Regions from separate parts of the Rattus norvegicus genome. Here region 1 is linked to region 2. A link is a contact called in public Hi-C data. All regions are on one chromosome and are shown on one strand. Each heading gives the region's core, a stretch centred on a gene start, on an enhancer-like site or on the middle of the called end of the contact. The rest is flanking DNA. Distances are from core to core; before and after follow the strand shown.

What was found. A called contact is a pair of places that touch in the nucleus more often than the background predicts.
Region 1: a contact with region 2 is called in a Hi-C map of kidney, with 2.2 times the contacts expected there. The contact joins the enhancer-like site here to the promoter of Aftph in region 2. A contact is called at or near these places in 2 of 12 Hi-C or Micro-C datasets (hepatocytes and kidney).

Annotation. Positions count from the first base shown.
Region 1 is chr14:99,163,846-99,166,992 of GRCr8, reverse strand. No RefSeq gene overlaps it. Among named protein-coding and RNA genes, the nearest start is that of Rps28-ps5, 27 kb to the right of the region's middle. Within about 2 kb of position 1,257, at least 22 of the 93 cell types and tissues checked have an H3K27ac peak or open chromatin away from gene starts, as enhancers often do. A contact at or near this core is called in hepatocytes and kidney, where this site is marked.
Region 2 is chr14:99,125,068-99,128,611 of GRCr8, reverse strand. Aftph (aftiphilin) reads left to right here and starts at 1,885. Exons shown (of 9, transcript NM_001305127.1): 1 at 1,885-1,906.

The DNA of each region.
Region 1 (3,147 bases), core at 8-2,507, 39 kb before region 2:
CTAGAAGGGGAAGCCAGAGCTTGGGGAAAGCACTTTGACCCCTACATGCTTGACCTTCGCCACAATGGGTCACCTCACCTCTACTGGCCAGAATTAGTCTCAGGCCTTACCTGCTTGCCTGAAGAAGGGCGAAGTCTGAGGTAGAAATAAGTTACTTTAGTCTTTCACCTGCCTTTCTGTGGTAAGTCTCAGAAGAACCACTGGGTATGTTTGTATGCTGTGATGTCACTGAGATCTCCCCTACCCCACCCCCATCCCCCTACCCCATCACCGAGCCCAGCATCCTCAGTAACTGTATCTAGGGATCAGACACCCCTGGTTCGCTGTGTCTCTACCATGGCTAATGAGTACTCTTTGGCCAAGTTTCTCATCCTGTCTTAACCTGCTGCTCCGTTTCATTTGGAGATAAGCCTACCCATAACTCTGGGTTAGTGTGAAGATTACGGGGTATTATGCACACAAAGAGCTTTGAAGGTTACTTAGAAAGCTCTTGATATGTGTCCATTGTCTTCAACAAACAGCCGTGTTATTATGAGATGCTTTTAAACTTTACATTGTGAAATAATTCGGACTGCAAAAGTAAAGATTCCCATATGGTCTCTGTCTCTCTCTCTCTCTCTGTCTCTCTGACTCTCTTTCTCTCTCTGTCTCCCCACCCCCTGCCTCTCCCTCTTCCCTCCCCCTCCCCCTCATCTTTCCCCCTCCTCTTCTCTTTCTTCTCCTCCTCCTGTTCCTCCTCCTCCCCATCCTCCTCCTCCTCCACCATCTTCCTTTTGGTTTTTGAAACAGGGCTTCTCTATGTAGCCCTGATGTTAATCCCACCAAACAAGAGTAAAGATCTTTATCCAAAATCTTTTAGTCTAATTGGGCAAGCTTTATTTTCAGTCAGACAGGGCTTTCTTCCTAAAGCAGGGTTTGAAACAACAGCGGTGAACACAGAAGACGCTGGAGTTTATATAGCTTTAAAAACCACAAGATTAATGGATTTCCAAGGGCTGGGGGATTTTTTTTTGATTATGTAGGAATTTGGATGAATATGTCAAAATTACTTGGCAGAACATCTTATCAGGGCATAGGGTGGAGGTCAGGGTACAGGGAGTAGAACACACCAAATTCAAGGTCGAGGCATGATCAAATTTAAGTTTTACAGAAAACAGAAATGAATCTGTTTTGACCTTGTGACCATATGGTTTCTAATCTTACGATGGAATCAGGCTGATCCATCACTGATTGACCAAGAACTCACTGTGTAGGCAAGGCCAGCCTCAAACTCAGTCCCTCTGCTATTTGAGTACTGGGATTAAACCCAGCTCCCATACAGTATTCTTAAGTTCCCCAAAGGTTAATATTTTACCACATTTACTTTAAAATTTTTTCTGTCTTTTCCTCTTTCTACGTATAGTTTTCTTTTTTCCCCTGAACTCTCTGAGCATAAATGACAGACGCGCCGGCCTGCACCTCTACAGTGTATGCTTCGCAGATACACGTTCTTTTATACAGCCGTGCTATAACTCGACACACTGACGCTGAAACCACGGTGTTATCTAATCTGCAAAGCTTGTTTGTAGAGCACGCGGGCCGGGCCACCAGCCGGGTTTAAGAACTCGTGAGGTGGAGGGTGCCCAAGGCCGGGCATTCTCATAGGTCTGAGAGGGCAGGAGTGGAGCCACTCCCTCCCTGTCTCTGTACCTGCTCTGAAACGTGGAACCTCCAACAGAGAGGACCAAGGGCAGTCAGTCACGTGATGCAGCACCTGGAGTCCTGCCCCGTGCAAATAGAGCGTCCCCGACATCTCAACCTCAGCCAATAGAAAACATTCACCCGCCGCAGGTTCATGTCGTCCCTGTCCGCGTGGAATAAAGCAAACAAGTTATTTTACCAAGGATCATCTGAGACTGGCTGCTTTCACAGAGCCGTAATACTTGCGAGAGGGCTCTCCGGAAGAAGCACACAACCTTGGATCTCTGACCCCCTCCCACTGCCTGGCCAGCTTCTCATTGGCCAAAGGGCTCACAGCACAGCGCTGCTGCAGACTGCACCACTGTAGCTGTCTCAGGACCCAGGACTCTGGCCACTTGCCCCGCACAAGCCACCTTTCTCGGACTTAGCCCTGCCGTTGTGCTGGCCGCATCCAGACAGCAGAGAACGAATCTGAGACCCACACTTGTTCAAATTTGCCCAGGACCGCTTCACCAATACCCCTTATTGTTGTCATAACCTATACCAAGGCATATTTAGCTGTAATGTTTCTTTCTCTTTAATTTGCAAATTTTCTTCTTTTGTATTTTGTGACCTTGATGTTCTAAAATTACATTTATTTATTCGTGTGTGTGTGTGTGTGTGTGTGTGTGTGTGTGAAGGGGCACCTGTCGGGATGGTGGTCAGAGGCCATCCTGTAGGAACTGGTTCTCCTTTCACCGAGTGGGTCCCACGACCGGAACTCATGCCATCAGACTTGACAAGTTAAACCCACCTCACTAAAGTCCTTAATTGTTCTTACTAAAGCTTGATGCTTTGTAGAACGTTCCCATTTGATTTCTTTTTGTTTCCTCACGATTCATCGAGGTATGCATTTTTGTCAGACATAGTTCAGAAATGATGTTGGACCCTTCTACATGCTTGGCATCAGGAAGCCATATATGCCCGTTTGCCCAGTTGATGCCAAGGTCTCCTTTGACCACTTTTTTTGAGGTGACACTTGCCAGATAGGGTTCTACTATAAAATTACTATTTTGATTTTTCTAATCAGCATTCTGTTGGGAGATATTTGAGATTTTATGAATATTCCTTTTTGCATCTTACTTTCATGCACTCGCAACGTGCCAGCCTATAAAGAAAGGGAAAACCTCTCCACAGGCTCTAAGATAATTGTCTAAGCCCTCTCCTGAAGACGAACTCCACATGGTTGGTCATTCATCCTCCAAGGCAGTGCTACGGCCAAACACGTCAGAGTGGGCACGACTCACTGGTCTGATTCTGGCAACCAAGGTTGGGGGCCAATTATGCCTACTCTATCCAGGATATCTGTCTACTCCAAAAGGAACTGTGAGTCAGGTCCTGGTCTGTACGTTGGACTCAGGTTTACTTCTTGAATAACTACTGTAAAAATTTCTCTTCTCATCCAGAATCCATTTGTCTCCCACTTCT
Region 2 (3,544 bases), core at 636-3,135:
AAAAAAATAAGTAAACAGAGTTAGCCTCTTCACTAACCTAGGAAAAATAATCATTTGGTAATTATATAATCTGTGAAACCAAATCTGTTCCCAAACAGCACGGTCCTTTTAATGTTTAGAATCACTATTTGAAGCATTTTTGATTGGCTTAAATTATTTGAAATTCATCATTCAAATGTCTTCTGCAGATCTTATTCGGTATTTATTTGGTAGATTTATAAAGTGAAAACAAAAATATGTTTATCCGAAATCAATTCATTTTCAGTTTTATACGCAGTTTTTGGGTTTTTTTGTTTTGTTTTGTTTTGTTTTGTTTTGTTTGACTTTCATTCTGGACAATAAACATGTTTTACAGTGACATACAATTTTCTTTTTAATTTGCACACGAGCTACACCAGCAGGGGGCGAAATACAAAAGGAATACATTTGACAAGCCATATAGATTTTTCTCACTTCAGTGACTGGGCAATAACAAAAACATTCAGCATAACCACAAAGCAGTAATGCAGTCTCCCTTATCTTGCAATGACTGAATTGTGAGGAGACAAATGAGGGTCTATTTTAGTTCTTCAAGTTAATTTGTCTAGAACATTGCAGAGGCGGGATAAACCGTAATGAATTGCTATTGTCCTTATCTTTCCCAACGACTATAATTCCTCCAGTCAAAGGGTGGACAGTTCTCTGAGATGACGGGTGTTTTCAGTCCTTGTGTCTGGCTTACTGCTGAGCTTTGCGGTTTTGGAATTATTTTAAATAATTCAGCGTGGGCAGAAAGAGGACCCGGCAGGGCTCACGGTTTATAGGGTAAGAGTCCAGGGTTCACCATCTGAGACGGAAATAATAACCCTGCAGCCTTGTAGTCTGAGTTTTACAGTGGAATGGGTTCTAACAGTCATAATAAAGGACCGGGAAAGGTTATAAAACATAAAGACCAACTGCTCTGGACTGATGGAAACAAAACCTCTCTCTCTCTTATGACCTCTATTGTATAGAATCGCTCAAATGCACAAGTTGATTTGAAAGATGTATGAAAACGATCATCTTCTCCAAACACCTGCACAATTCTGGACTGATTTTGTGGAAGACCATTAGTTTGCCTGCTGACTTCTTAAGTAGGACAATCACTTCTCGTTTGTTAAATAACAGCTTCCTCTTTTGTTGGCTTACATAAAGAGGAAGGGAATGAAAAAGTCTTTTTTTTTTTCCGGGCAGAAAGGACGAGCTGCTGAATGTTGTCCAGCCGGTTTTTCAGTAGATCTGGTTCCGTATTTCCATACGTCTGCAGTTTTACACCAAGGCGAAACTTAACCCGCTCCCGGGCCCAACGGTAAAGTAATGGACTGAGAGGAGCTCGGGTCTGTGACCCGGAGCGCTGCCTCAGAGGGTCGGGCAGGGGGTTAGGACGTCCCTAGCCCACACTTCAGTGAGTACGGAAAAAAAAGACAACTTGCCCGCACCCAAAATGGCGAACGTCGTTGCACACGACGGCGCCTGCGCAGAAGTAAGAATTCTGTGACACTAATTCCCCTGGAGTGTCCTCCCCCACCCCGGCACCCACCAGCGCCGGGCCCCGACCTAGCCACCTGCGCCCGGAAGTGACGTATCGACAGCAGCGGTTCCCCGCTGCATGATGGGAGAGTGTGTGGAGTGGGCGGGGGTCTCCGCGGAGGAGGAGGAGGCGGAGGCGGCGGCGGCGGAAGAGGGCGGAGGGTAGTGGGATGGGGGTCCCGCGGCAGCGCTGAAACTCCGGGTGGGCGTCCATGGCGCCGCGGCGCTGACAGGGCTGGGAGCAGCTCCCCTTCCGCCCTCACCAGCTCAGCGTCCGAGTAACCGGTCCTTCCCCGGGGAGCCAGTTCCTCCCCGGGCCGCCGAGCCATGCCCATCGCGGCCGCCCGGGACGAGCCAGGTGAGTGCTGCCGCCGCTCTGTCGGGGTGCGAGGGAGCCGGCCGGGCTAGTCTCCCCGGCCTGAAGCACCTGCCCGCGTCGGCCCGGATGCGGGCCTGCGAGCTCCGGCGCGGGCTCTGCTCTCCTCCGCGGGTGCGGAACGCTGCTGGCAGCGCCTGAAGCAGAGTGGTACGGCGCTCGGCATCCCGGTCTCAGCAGAGGAGAGCCAGCCGTGCCCTCCGGGCCGCCGTGGCCCGCCCTGCCCCACGCCGTCTACCTGCCCCGAGCTGCGCGTCGGGGTCCCCTCCCGGCCGCTGTGCAGAAGTTTGGGGCTTCGCTTTGGCTTCCTCCTTCTCCCACCTCCCTCGTGACAGGTGTAAACACTGTCTGCCTCGCGGAGGCCCGAGGCCGGCTGCTGCAGGAGTGTGCCGCCTAGGAGGGTCTCTGAATGCTCCAACGGGCAGAGACGGCCCAGAGCTGTGTCCCTTGCGGAGAGGACCTTTCGGCACTCCTCAGGAAATCATCTGCGTCTTCTCCCTCATTGCGTCCGAAAGTTGAGCCATTATTCTTTAAGCGCCCGACTTGGCAGGTGCTGCGGGGTGCCGGGGACAGAGGGTGAACGGTGGTGGGTTTTTTTTCCCTTGGAAACTGAGACTAGTTGTGCCTCCCACCGCCCCCACCTTGTTGGTTTATTCAAGTTATAGCGTGATGTCCCTCTGAATCTGTTGCGGTTGAGGAAAGAACTGACTCATACATGTAAATATTAACGGGGTGGGGGGCAGGGAGCGTCAAAGGAGCGATGGTTCTGTTTCAGAGTTCTCACTAAGAAAAGTAAAACTTTACTCAAACTTCAGGGCATAAATATCTCCCACGAGGTACAACCTTATACTCTAAGGTGGGTTTTTTGTTTATGTGGGGGAGGATAGTGGTGGGGATAGGTGCTGTGGAACGGTTTAAATCAGATTTTACATTTGTTAGACTATTAGAGAAATATATGCTAAACTCTAGGGGGAACTATGCTTCAACTCTAATGCGTTGATATAAGCAGCCTGGCTTACCTACATTTTATAAGGTTCTAAACTTGACAATTGTAGTAATCATTTTTAACACTCTTCAGAAGTGCATTTGTTAAAACAAAGTCCCTTTGGTAGCCTTATATATGGATATATCTCAAAAAGCTAGACCCAGCATCATAATTTCTAGTTCAGCAAATAGCACTTACTAGATTCTTATTAGATATAGTGTCTGTATTAGATTTATCTATTGATGTTTAGAGATATATTTTTAAGTCATTAAAAAGTTCCAGAAAATAAATTTAGTAAGATTCGTAATGTATAGGGCACTTGAGTTTAATGTTATTTGATCTTTTGACCTAGAAGCTGCAATGAAAATAATCCCGTGTCAAGCAGAGATATACCCGTAATGACATTGATAAATTTTGCAGAATCCAATTGTCTATGAAAATCTCATAATCTAGGTGATTCTATTCTAAAACATTTTAAAATTATTTTTAAGCTGTTCTGCTTATAGTTAATAAAAAGCTAGGTGCAAAAAGCAGTGAAATTTGAGTACTGGTGGTTTATTTTTTGTGAAATCTCACAGACAAGGAATTCCCTAAATAGCATCTCATTGAGGAATTGACAAGCCTTCACCTCAAGT